Linked DNA regions of Mus musculus: region 2 is linked to region 1. A link is a contact called in public promoter capture Hi-C data. All regions are on one chromosome and are shown on one strand. Each heading gives the region's core, a stretch centred on a gene start, on an enhancer-like site or on the middle of the called end of the contact. The rest is flanking DNA. Distances are from core to core; before and after follow the strand shown.

The links. Promoter capture Hi-C pulls out the DNA fragments that hold promoters and counts their contacts.
Region 2: a promoter capture Hi-C map of liver shows a contact between it and region 1, with 3 times the contacts expected there. The contact joins the enhancer-like site here to the promoter of Spesp1 in region 1. A contact is called at or near these places in 6 of 39 promoter capture datasets (the 3T3-L1 cell line, embryonic stem cells, hippocampal neurons and 1 more) and 1 of 484 Hi-C or Micro-C datasets (uterus).

The regions. Positions count from the first base shown.
Region 1 is chr9:62,278,561-62,285,203 of GRCm38.p6, reverse strand. Spesp1 (sperm equatorial segment protein 1) reads left to right here and starts at 3,025. Exons shown (of 2, transcript NM_025721.2): 1 at 3,025-3,202. The coding sequence starts at 3,142.
Region 2 is chr9:62,641,710-62,648,352 of GRCm38.p6, reverse strand. No RefSeq gene overlaps it. Among named protein-coding and RNA genes, the nearest start is that of Gm39353, 4.7 kb to the left of the region's middle. Within about 2 kb of position 2,377, at least 45 of the 459 cell types and tissues checked have an H3K27ac peak or open chromatin away from gene starts, as enhancers often do.

The sequences.
Region 1 (6,643 bases), core at 1,776-4,275:
CCACTTCTGGGGTTATAGTTACTGACACCAGGTGGTGACACCTGGCTTTCTACATGTATACAGAGGATCAGCACAAAGGTCCCCAGGCTCACATAGTAAGGACTTTCCCAGCTCAGTCACTTCCCCAGCCCCTGGTTGCACAGTATTCTACTCGACAAACGTAGTTTGCCTGGTTCGATTTGTTCAGGCTGTTGTACCAAATAACACCACAGGCCAGGTGATTGAAACAACAATTTATTTCAACTACTGGGAGGTGGGAGAGTTGATTTGGTGTCTGGTGGAAGCCACCTTCTTCACAGATGACTGTCATCCAGTGTCCTCCCACAGAACCTCTGGGGTCTCTGTTTTAGGGTACCAATCTCACTCGTGAAGGTATTCATCTCTCAAAAGCTCCATCGCCTTCTCATCTTGGCGAGAGCTGGGATTTCAACAGGTGATGGGGGTAGGGAGTAGGAACCTTAGGTCCATATTTTCTTTGGATTTGACTGTCTCTGTATTACAAGCTACGGTTATCTTAGGACCTACGTTCTCTCCCTGAATCTGTGTTATAGAATTTATATCACAGTGTGTGTATTATGTTACTGCTTTTGTTACATATTCCAAGTTGCTTTCCAAACAGTCCCAACTGTTTGGTTCCAGCATGCTGCTATATTTGGGGTGAGCACTGCTGGGGAGCCTCGAAGACTCACGAACCAAGCCTGAAACAGCACCGTGCAAGCTGTCACGACTTCGTTACCTCTTACTCATCCCTTGACTCAGCCTGGCCTGGCTTCTTCCCAAACCACTTCACCGAAACTGTTCCTGTCAAGGGCCTGTAGCTGATGCTAGGCCTAAGCCTGTCTTTGTGTCTGCCTCCCCCCTCTTCCTTCTGCCCCCCTCCCCCATCTGTCTTTTCAGAAGTTCAACAGTCTGAGACTCCTCCACAGTGTGCCTCTCGGGTTCCTTACCACCACCATTCTCTGGAATCCTTCCCTCTCCACTGTGTCCTCTCTAGCCTGCCTGTCTCCTGGCGATCCATCCTAGGACCAGGGTCTGCTCCATCTGCCCATCTTTCTTGATCTATCTCAGACAGCTCTGCTACCAAATGTTCACGCCTATAACTCAACCTCTGCTTCAGCTTTCTTCCTGGCCTACATCCAACTCCTCACGGGATAGACCACTCCGGTCAGAGGTCCCAAGCCCATCCTTACCTTAACAGCATGGAGCACAAAATTCTTTATCCTTCTCCACCTCCGTACGTACCTACATTGCACATTTCAGTAAATGTTCATCAAAAAACCCTAATGATCTAGCCAGAAATCTGGGCATCGTCTCCTATTTTCTCCTCCTCCACATTTAAACAATTCCCTAATCTTTATTATTTTTGAGACAGTGTCTCATGTAGCCTAGGTTGGCTTTCAAGTATATTTTTTAAGATTTATTTATTTATTTATTTATTTTTATGTATGTGAGTATACTGTCGCTCTCTTCAGACACACCAGAAGAGGGAATGGGATAACATTACAGATGGTTATGAGCCACCTTGATGTGGTTGCTGGGAATTGAACTCAGGATCTCTGGAAGAGCTGCCAGTGCTCTTACCTACTGAGCCACCTCTCTGGCACCACACACAATTTTTGTTTCTTTGTTTGTTTTTAAAAAATGGAACTACCATACAATCAACTATTCCATCCCTGGGTGTGTACCTGAAGTCAGCATGCCACAGACAGACTTACACACACATATTGATTGCTTTGTAATCACAATAGCTAAGACATGGAGCTGGCCTAGACTTCAACCCTTGATCCTGTCTCCACCTCTCTAAGCACAGTCTTACTGATTTTAACTCTACATGTCTCAGACATGATCACATGCTCCGAATTGTCTGCTCCCAGGAGTCCAGGCCCTCAGCAGTACCCCCGAGTCTCCTCACTAGACCTTGCCTCTACTCTGCCTTCTTTGACATCTTCTGGTCTCTACAATGAGTCTAAGCTTTTTACCGCTGTCATCTAATCTCAGCCTTCCTTAGCTCAGAACATTGAAGCATCCCCCCATTGTCTCAGACTGGAATCTAAGTTCCTTGTTTCTAAGACAGACATTTCATTACATGTGAGTTTTAATGATTAATCATACAGAAAAAAAAGTATAGTTCTACAGATTTTAACCCACATATAGAATTGAGTAGCCACATGACTATAACTCCAAAAAAAATCAACAACAACAAAAAAAGAAAACAAAAACAGAAACAACACCCCCCCCAAAACAACAACAACAACAACACATTCTCTCACTGAGACTGGGGAGTAGCTCAGGCTGTGGAGCGCTGGTCTAAATCAGGCACAGCCCTGGGTTCAATACTTAGTACAGCAGAAATGATACATGCTGGTCCATACCTGTGCCTGTAAACTCAGGGTTTGGAAGGTGGAGGCAGAAATTTCATTAGTTCAGATTATCCGTGGGTGCAGTGTAGTTCCAGGTCAGTCTGGGACAGAGAAGACCCTAACTAATTCTATTACACTATCCGTTTACAGTCATGCATTTCTCCATCATTTCTACCTCTTTATCATCAAAGAAATGGCATGTAATCTTAACAAATCAAAACGACAACCAAAGTTCTTCACAGAGCCTGCAATGTCCCTACCTACACACACACACTGCAGTCAATCATGCAATCTGAACTACCAATAGCTATTGGGGGCGCTCTCAGCCTTCTTGCAATTGATCCTTCAGTCTCATCTCTTTTAGGGGCAAACTGGGGTCTCCTTCAGTAGTTCCGATCACAATCATCTCTGTGTAATCTCTAGGTTATCTCTTCGATCAGACATCCACTTCTGTGCAACGGCTGAAGGCTTGAGGCCAGGCTTTTCAACCGGGGAGTGCCATAGAGTGCCACTTATCGAGCTTCTCTAGCCCCTACCCTAGGACCTGTAGCGGCCCATCGCCATCGAGCCACTTCCTAGTCTGAGCAGTCCTAACACGCATGCGTAACACGCACGCGGCCGCCCTGCCCCCATCCATTCACTGGGGCAACCGTTGCGGGGCGCCAAGGCCCTGACGTGGGACGGTAGGCCTCTGACATCCCCTCCTTTCGGCCCTGAGGTACCCAGGCCTGGTGGCCCCAGGACGTTCCCGTCGGATGGCGGAGTGCTCTGAACGACGCCCATGAAGCTGGTGGTCCTAGTTGCGCTGTGGCTATGGCCTTCGTCACTGCTGGCGTATCCAAGTGAGTGATGTGCCTGGTGGTGACCTAGGTGTACACCTTCCCACCTCACTGTCACACACTGGGTGCCAAGTGTGTCACTTCAGTCCTCATCCTGCCCCTCCCGTTGCCCCCAGGATGCTCAACTCCTAAGCTGGGCTCGCCGTGCCTCCTCCTTTCAGCCGGGACCCCCCTTAGGTGGCACTTAGGTGTTCACTCCTCAGGCACAAAACATAATTGCAGCCTGGGCTTAAACACTTCATGTTTTGTTGGAATGCAACCACAGTCGTTACTGTATACTTTGGCCGTGGCTGTTTTCCTGCTTTAGAACAGCAACTAAGGGCTTGCTGCACAATTCTGCCTTGCAAGGCCTGAGATGATTACTATCTGGTCCTTGGCAGTAAAGGACTAGCGGGTCCTTGCAGTTAAATTTGAAGGGAATGTGTAGAAGGTCGGGGCGTGTCTCCTAGGCTTCTGAAAGGAAAGAAGTCAATCAAAAGACACCAACAGTTTAGACAGAAGTTTATTAGACAAAGCAAAGCACTCCAGAGAGAGACGGGAGTGGGCTGTCTCTAAAAGGGGATAGCAGCACAGTAGGTTCTGTATTGTGGCTTAAAAAATATATATTTTAATGAATAATTATGAGGTAGATGGCATATTCTTAGGGTAAGGTTTCCAGGTTGATGTTCTTGGTGAACTCTTATTTTCAATCTCTGTGTTTCTGTCTCTGTCTATCTGTGTGTCTGTTTCTCTCTCCCCTCTCCCCTCTCTCTCTGTCTCTGCCTCTCTCTCTCTCTCTCTCACACACACACACACCTTTTCTGCCCTTTTCCTTTTTGTCCTGCCCCTTCCCCAAGTCCATTTTATCTTTTGAGACCGGGTCTCATGAAGCCCTGGCTGACCTTGAACTCACTACTTAGCCAACAATTACCTTGACCTTCTGATCCTCAGGATTCTACTTTCCCCATGTCTGGTTGTTACAGGCGTGTGCCAGCACGCCCAATTAACACAGTCCTTGGTACCCAAAGCAAGCCTTCGTGCACTAACCAGGCAAACGTTCTACCAACGGACCTTTGTGCCCAGCCTCCAAGTCTCTTTAAACCATGACAACTGGCTTCCAAGAACTGCTTTGCAAGCTCTCAGGAAGACTACAGTGTGTTAGAATTGTTGATGTCCTATGAGCAAGACAAGTGGCTTGGAGCAAGCTCATCTTCTCTGTGTGGGAGGACTTGAGCCTAATGACATTAAAAAAAAAATCACAAAGCACACAAAGACATTAAATTAGATTTTATTTTCTATTCAGAATGCCTGACTAATATAAGTACTTTTTTATCTATCAGCAAAAGCTCCACTTCTTTTTAATTAATAGTAAAAAGTTAGTGCTGGATAAGTAACCCAGAGGTCCCTTTTCCAGTCACTCTGCAGAATTCTAGTTATGAAAACAACAGCCTGGTTAGCTTGAGCTGGAAATATGTCAGCTCAGTTATTTTATTTTGCTTGAATTTGAGGCACAACTTCATACAGCACTGAGGAACTCTGTTCTCTGAGTCTACTGTACGACAGGTCTGGAAAATACATGGAACTTGTCTGAAGTTATGGACTTGAGGCAGGGCTGGCTCATTACTGAGTGATGGATGCTCAGGTTTATTTCCACATACACGAGTTCTTTATGGAATAAGGCCACCCTGTATTTCTTGTGCTTGAGGTTGTAAGAATCTTTTAATAATTAACATATAAAATTTGTGGTTAAATTTTGGTGTGTTGTCAACAGTGTCTGTGTCAAGGTTGGCAGGACAAAGTAAAGATGTATGAGTTCAGAATGTGTGTGTGTGTGTGTGTGTGTGTGTGTGTGTGTGTGTGTGTGTGTGTGTGTGTAGGTGCTGTGGTGTGTATGTGTGTGGAAGTCAGTAGATAACCTAAGCTTCTTTCACCTTCCACGCCTTTGATACAGGGACTTTTGTTCACCACTGTGGACACCAGAGAGTCTCTTTCCTCCCTCCCCCTTGTGGTAGGAACTCTGTGAGTAGAGCTACCCACTGTGGAGAATGGCTTTATTTGGGGCCTGGGGATTAGAACTCAGATCCTTGTATGTGTGTGGGAGCTTCTACTTGCCAACTCACCTCCCCAAGTCCATGAATCCTCAAAGTACAAAGGTCAGATATATTCAACATTTTCATCTTGATGTGAGTTTTAAAATTCAACTTTTTCTTTTACTTAGCTATCATGCTTCCCAGTGTTGTATACGATATTTTACTATAACAGGCATTTATATCAAACCACGTGTTGAAATTAGCAACATGGTTTGGCTTTAAAGCTATAATGTTTAAAACATACTTGAGCACATAGACAGACACAATGCATTTCATCTTGAAGGATACACTATTTTTAATTCCATTTTGGCTTACTTTTTTTTTATAGTTTCTTTGTATAGCGTGTGTGTGTGTGTTGTGTTATGTTATGAACGTATTGCCACAGCCCATGTGTGGAGGCTAAGGACAATCTTATGGAGCCAGCTCTCTCCTTCTGCCCCTTCATGGATGGTTCTCGGCTTCCAACTCAGGTTGCCAGGCACTTTCCTGGCTGAGCCAGGCTGCCAGTCCTGGTGAAGCACATTTAGCCATCAGGGTAAGGTTTTCTGGCCATTTCTCCTGTTTTCTCCTTGGTTTTCTTTTCATCCCCGAGAGATCTTTTCCTGGGATGTGGAATTTCCCCTCCTCCTCTTTTGCTGGCACTCCAGCAATATGTAATATTTCCTTCTACCCTCATGACTTTAGATTAGAATTGAACTTAATCAGTTTCTCTTGCTTTGCGAGTATATGTGTTGCACACACACACACACACACACACACACACACACACACCTGTCTGTGTGCGTGTGCATATGTACATGTGGGTGTGAGGACACATGGTGGAGTCAAGTGTCTGTCCTGCTCACTCCCCATATTTGTTTGTTTACTTTAAGATTTGTATTTAATTATTTTGTTGTGTATGTATGAGTCTTTTGCTTGCATGTATATATGTATATCATGTGCGTTCCATGGTACCTGTGCAGGTCAGAAGAGGGTATTGGTTAGGTCTGATAGAACTAGAGTTGCAGATGGTTGTGAACCACCCTGTGAGCTCTGGGAACCTAACCTGGTCTTCTACAAGAGCAACAGGGGAAAGGGGAACAATAGAACATGTATACATAATAATAGTAATAATAACAACAACAACAAAACAACAATAAAATTTACAAGTCTGTAGACAAATACACATTAAGTAATTTTTTTAGTTTATAGGTTCATAATTAAAGATATCAGAAAATATACCATTAGTGTCAAAAATGTAATTCCTGTTACAGATTATCAGAGAATTAGAACAGTTAAAAACTATAGAAGCAAAAAACAAAACAAAACAAAAAAAAAAAAACAAAAAAAACCCTATAGAAGCCAGAGTGATGGCACACACCTTTGGTCCCTTGAG
Region 2 (6,643 bases), core at 1,128-3,627, 360 kb before region 1:
ACACGAGGGCTGAGGCTGTCAAGCAGTGGTGGGGTTGCCAGTAGCTCAGCCTGTGCAAAGGCCGTGTTTGGAGTCAAACAAACAAACAAACAAACAAGCAACTAAAATCTAGAGCAATTGGCAATGGTGGTGGAAACGGAGGCATGGGGTAGTGAGGAGTTTGTGGAGGTGGTAGCTGGCTGCTGAGGGACCATGTTGCAGGACTGATTGGGGGTGAGGATAAGCTTTCAGTTAAAGACCCCTGAGCATGTTCGTAGAGGCCAGCGGGATTCCCTGTGGCTTGCTGAAGGGCTTCTGAGAAGTGTAGCCACCTCACTTCCTGAGATTATCTGGTCATCTGTGACGAATATAGGAGGCTGCTGCCATTTTGAAGCTCTGTGGAGAAGAAAGACTCAAGGTCTCAGGCAGCTCCCCCCACCCACCCCCACCCCACCCCCATCTAGAGAGCTCAGGTTCTGTATCTATGAAACTGTGGAGGAGGGGAGAAGCTCCATTGGAAAGCTGCTTGCCGGACGAGCATGAGGACCTCAGTTTGGATGCACAGCATGCACATTTAAAAGCTAAAAGCCTGGAATAGCAGTGTGTGTGTGTGTGTGTGTGTGTGTGTGTGTGTCTATAATCCCAGCACTGAGGAGACAGAGACAGGCTGGAGCTCACTGGCTTGCCAGTATAGCTGCATTGGTAATCTCTGGGCTCAGTGAGAGACCCTGTCTCAAAATACGGTGGAAAGTTATAGAGGAAGCCACTTGATATCAACCTCTGGACTCTGCATATGTGCATGCCCAAATACCTACTGTACATGCACACACACACACACACACACTCACACACAAACACACTCACATACACTCAAACACACTCTCACACACACTCACACACACTCTCACACTCACACACACAAACACACTCTCACAAACTCTCACACACACTCACACACACTCTCACACTCACACACACTCTCTCACATTCACACACACTCTCACACACTCTCACACTCACTCTCTCTCTCTCTCTCTCTCTCTCTCTCTCTCTCTCACACACACACACACACACACACACACACACACTACATACATTCACACCCTGAAATAAACAAACCAAATAAATAAAATCTTTGGGGCAGAGTGGGCAAATACTTGATGTCTGAAATCTTTGATTTTTTATGATCTCTGTAAACCAACCCCACCCAGTCTGACCTTACTACACAGGTTCCAAAAGATGTTGGTGGCACTGCTCCAGGCTTTTTATTTGGTCGGAATTCACGTGGTGTTGGCTGGAGCTGACCCCCACAGTCCCGCCCACTTTAAGTCCTGCCTGAAAATTAACAAGGCAACTGTTGTCTCTGGTTCTGAATTTCAGAACTAATATTTTTTAAAACCTCCTTAAACGTAAATTGACTCCAGACGAACCCACAGGCAGCCATATAGGGTCAGGGGGGCGGGCACCTTAGCCTTGGCTGGGTGGATGGGGGTAGAGTGCTGGCTCAGCCAGTCACCATCCACTTGATAGCAGTCAGAACCCTTCGCTTTGTAGCCTTGGCTTCATCATGTGTGCAGCAGGATAGCTGGCTACTTACAAGGCAGAAGGCCAGAGGAAGTGCCACCCCAGTGGACATGAGCTTGTCAGAGTCCTACAGTCACCCTGTTTTTGTTTGGTGTTGACCTTGGCCATCGAAAATCTTCATTTCCCAGCTTGGGACACCAAGGCTCAGAATGCGGCGACACAGTTTCCAAAGCCTCATAGCCATGGCCAAGCTAGGAAATCCACTTCCTGCCTCCTAGCAACCATCCAGGACACCGCACAGGCACATGAGGATTAGACCTGCTGCTCATGTCTCTTAGGCCCCGTGAAGCCAGGCTCACTTTTGCAATTGGGAACCCTCAAACCCTTCTTTGACATATCAGTGATGTCAAAGTTCCTGACACATAGGAAGGAGAGCCCTGCCCCCCCCCCCCCATCAGAGCTGACCATGGCCCCAGAAAGGCAAGGCAGGGCAGTGTGACTGCTGACCACAGTCACCAGCAGACCCTGATTCCAGTAGCTTTTCCAGAAGCAGCAACCTAGGCCTGTAATTTGCAGGCTGGACCGGGACCAAAAGCAATTCTACCACTGGATCAGCCACCCCATTGGTCCTGACCTATTAATTCTTGGCTCCCTGCACGGCGGATTTGCCTTTAGGCAGCAGTGCCCAGGAGCCTCTCTGCCTGCAGAGGGGCCCCAAAGTCTCACTCCTGTCTCATCATGCTCTCTAGAGCATCTCTGCCCAGAGGATCTCAGGCCCCTCACTGTCTCCCCTCTGCCCCTAGCCTTGCTCTGGCCTCCACCATCAATTACTAACCCCCCTGGCTCCCTCCTGCCAGCTGAATCATGCATTTCTTCTCCCCTAAAGGGCCTGGGCTGGGCTTGCTGCCATCCACTCTGACAATCTATACAGATAACTGCAGGGCACTTTCCCACAAAAAATGGGAAAATGGCCCAGAAATTGGAGAACTTGCCTCCTTCCCCTGTCTCTCTACTATTTTCCAAAAAGCCCGAGCGAAGCCAAACATAAGAGACTCTGAGAATGAGGCAGAGCATCCTCCCTAGCGTCAGGGACTGCTTTGCTCTCACATAGGCTGGGAAGCTGGGTATCTCTTCTTAGATGCTAAGACTTAGGAACCATGGCGAAGCTGCTTCTAAAGGCCTCAGCTCTGTCATCATTGTCTAGATGGCTAAGGCTATGTGCTATACAGGTGCCTCCCTCTCAGGTTCTCTGTATGCCTCCTTGCTCCCCTGAAAGCCAGACTTCCCTTTCAGAAATGCAGATCTGTCACAATCACAACTCCTGTGTGTGATTATTGTCCCCCTACTGTCCTCAGACAGACCGTCCTATGCTTCTCAGGTGCCTGGTAGGGTTATGTCACCATCTTCTCCTGGACCTCATGCTGGCCCTGGCTGCTCCCATTGCATCCGTCCCACCACAGGGGCCCTGCACACAGGCTATCTATCCCCTCTGTCTGAAATGTTCCTCCCGCCTGTCACCTGGGTGACAACTATCTGTTCATCTCTAGTCTTCAGCCTCTGTACCCCAAACTCTGCCCAGTCACAGTCCCTTGCAGAGTCACAGTGCAATTGAATGCTTGCCTGAGGAGATGGCTGAAGTCAGTTTCCTCCATGAGAGAAGTGAGCTTAACGATTCTGGTGCTGCTGTGTCCCCTGCACCTCACACCCTGTATGGCTTCGGCCAGGTCACAAGGCAACATCTGTAGACCCAGGGAAGCAAGTGCTGTCTTTCCTCTGCCAAACTCCCATGGCCTCGGGTCTCCTGTTGGAAGTTCCCAGAGTTCCCAGGGGAATACCGGGCAGAGTAGAGGTGCAGAGGGTTTGTTCCCAGTAGAAGTGTACAGAAGACATGTGTGTATCTTCAAGCACATGGGCCATGCTGACTGTATCTACATGTAGCATTGTCCATGGCCACAACTCTCGCCCATACTCATAAACCATGCCCCAGCCCTGGCTGCCAGTCACCAGCCTCAGACTGTTCATTGCACTGGCATAATGAAAACCACCTCTGAGAAAGAAAGCTTTTAAAACCCAGGTCTGAGGTCACAGGCCTAAGGAGGAATCCTGGGCTGTTCGTCACTAATTGAGTTTAATTTAGAGTCTCAGTTTTTCTTTCTTTTTAAAAAGAAGGCTGTCAGTTTCCACTGTGGAGGACTGTGAGTAAAGTCTATGTAATGCACTTAGCACTGCGTGTATACAAGTTCAACTGACAATGGCCATTAGCATGATTAAAGCTCAGGTTTGGCTCTCCTGTGAGCAGTGCTCTGGGTTATGTCTCAGACCCAGCTTCGCCAAGAAACCAAGACTTTTTCGTGTCTCTGAAAAGCAAGCTCGCTCCTCAAAGCCAACTAGGAAAGCAATACAACCTAAGGAAGGTTTGTTTTTAAGTGTGTGTGTGTATGTATTTGTGCAGGTTCCTCATTACATGTGTATGCATGCGTGTGTGTGTGTGTGTGTTTGTGTCTGTGTGTAAGCCAGGAGGCAATCTCTCATGTCACTCTTCAGGAGCGTCTATCTTGTTTTTGAGATGGGGTCTCAGACGGGCCTGGAGCATGCTGACTGAGCTAAACTGTCTGGTCTCTGCCTCCCCAGGGCTGAGATTACATACAACCCAAAGCAGCTTTTTAAAATATTGGTGCTGTGGCTCGAATTCTAGTCCCCAACCTTGCATGGATGTGATTTATTAACTGTGCCACCCCCCTCCACACCCATGAGCTCAGCTTAATAAAGATTGTGGGGGGTCAGGTGGAAGGTTGCATAGACCACTTCACCGAGTAACAAGAAGAGCTGTGGACACCTTTCTGACCGTGTCCCCTCTGCACTCTGCCTCTGTGGTATAGTTACCTCACCCTTCCTCAGACGGTCGTAACTACCTCCCCAGGAGTTCGGGTCTGGCCTAAATGTGTATACTGTTAGAGGAGAAGCTGGTATTTCCCTCTGCTTGTCCTCAGAAGTGATGTAGTAGTTGTGACCGTGCGTGTATGAAATGTGCCTGCATGTGTAGATGTATGTTCACATGTATGTGGTGCATGTGTGTGTCCAGGAGCAGGTGCTCATGTGTGAGCATGCGTGTGGAGGTCAGAGATTGACTGAGGGTCTTCCTTCACCACTTTCCTCTTTGTCTATTGAGGCCATGTCTCTAGCCAAGCCCAGTGCTTACTGACTCTGCTAGCCTACCCAGCCGGCTTCTCAGGGCCATTTCTACCTCCTGAGTGCTGGGATACAGGCAGGCTTTGATGTGGGTTCTGGGATCCAAACTCTGGTGGGCGTGCCTGCATATAAGTACCTTATTTATGGAGTCAACTCCCTGTTCCAGGAGTCCCTGTCCTTTTTATTATTATAATTATTAAAATGTTATTATTTATTTTGTGTGGCTGGTGTTTTGAGTGTGTGTATGTCTGCGCATGGTGCTTGCAGAGGTCTGGGAGGGGATTGGATCCTCTGGACCTGGAGTTACAGACAGTTGTGAGCTGCCATGTGGGTGCTGAGGATTGAACCGGGATCCTAAGGAAGATTAGCCATTGCTCTTAACCACTGAGCCATCTTTCCAGCCCCAGGCAGCCACATCTTAGTGGGAGTTTTCTTTCTGGGGCTCTCGCCTGCTCTTCGAACCGGCTACTGGCCATAGCTTTTCTTTCTAGATGTACAGCGTGCTGCTGCTGAGAAGAAAAGATGGAATTAAAACTTTCTCCAATTTCTAAGGGACTCTGAAGCCCCTTCTGCAGGGAGAGTCGAAGGTGTCCTCACAAGCTGGGCTGAACTCTGCCCTTGTTACACAGCAGCTCTGGGGAAAGCTCCTGACTCCCCTCCTCAGAAGAGGGTTTAAGGAATCCCTCACCTCCTTCCTTTATAAAATCACCCTCACTGGGCCTGATGGCACATGCCATTAATCCCAGCACTAGGGAGATAGAGGCAGGCAGATCTCCATGAGTTCGAGGCCAGCCTGCTCTATAGAGTGAGTTCTAGGATAGCCAGAGCTACAAAGAGAAACCCTGTCTTGGAAAACAAACAAATAAACAAACAAGCAAAAAAGGAAAAATAAAAACAAACAAGCAAAAAAAACCAAAACAAAAACAAAAATGAAAAACGAAATTCTAAATTCTGGGGTTCTGCCTTCTCACTAAGTCTGCACCTTGCTTTTGTGTTTGTTCTTAGCTGTCTGTCTGTGATTTCACTGTCACAGGCCCTTAACCACAGCTCATGAGATTACACAGAACCTTTAATCAGGTCCCTCTACCATCCCCTCTTAGCATCCTTCAGGTCAGGCCATAGCTGGCCACACCCACTGTCCTATGCAGTTGTGAGCTCTGAGAGCCCCGCTCTCAAAATGAGATGTGAGACCCTCTTGCTTCTCACCCATCCCGGGAGATGTTAAAAGTGCACGTCCTGGGCTCCCTCCCAGTTCCCCGGACAAGAATCCCAGTGAACAGCTGGCATCTCAAAACTAGGGTGCACCTGGTGCACTCAGGGACTGTGTCACGCCTGATGCTCTGACTCCTGCGATGGACTTGGCTAATGAAGAACAGAGCTATTAAGGATCTGGTGGTGGGGAGAAGTAGATCGGGTTTGGTTTGGTTTTGGTTTCTTTGGTGAAAAGAAGCTATTGACCCAATAATAAATGTTCCAGTTCTAGTGCCCTCAGAGCATCCTTTCTGGAGCCACTGGGGTTGAACTTAGGCCCGTTACTCAGCCATACTATACACTTATTAATATTTGCTGAGGGCCCATCCTGTCCCAACAACAGGGAATATTTCAATGAACAAAGCATGGGGCTTGCTTCCCCCTGAAAAGGCATGATCCCACAAGAACAAAGAAAAAGAAAGGAGACCCTGGGCTGGAGAGATGGCTCAGCAATTAAGACCGTTGACTGTTCTTCCAGAGGCCCTGAGTTCAATTCCCAGCAACCACATGGTGGCTCATAACCATCTGTAATGGGATCCAACACCCTTTTCTCTGGTGTGTCCTAGCCTAGCTGGTGGCTTCCAGTCATGAATGGGGCTTGTCGTGGTACCTCAGTAATAGCAGCAGCCATGGAACAGAGAGCATGTCCAGTGGCCTTTGGCTTCCTCGAGACTACAAAAACACATTTTTGAGGTTAGTT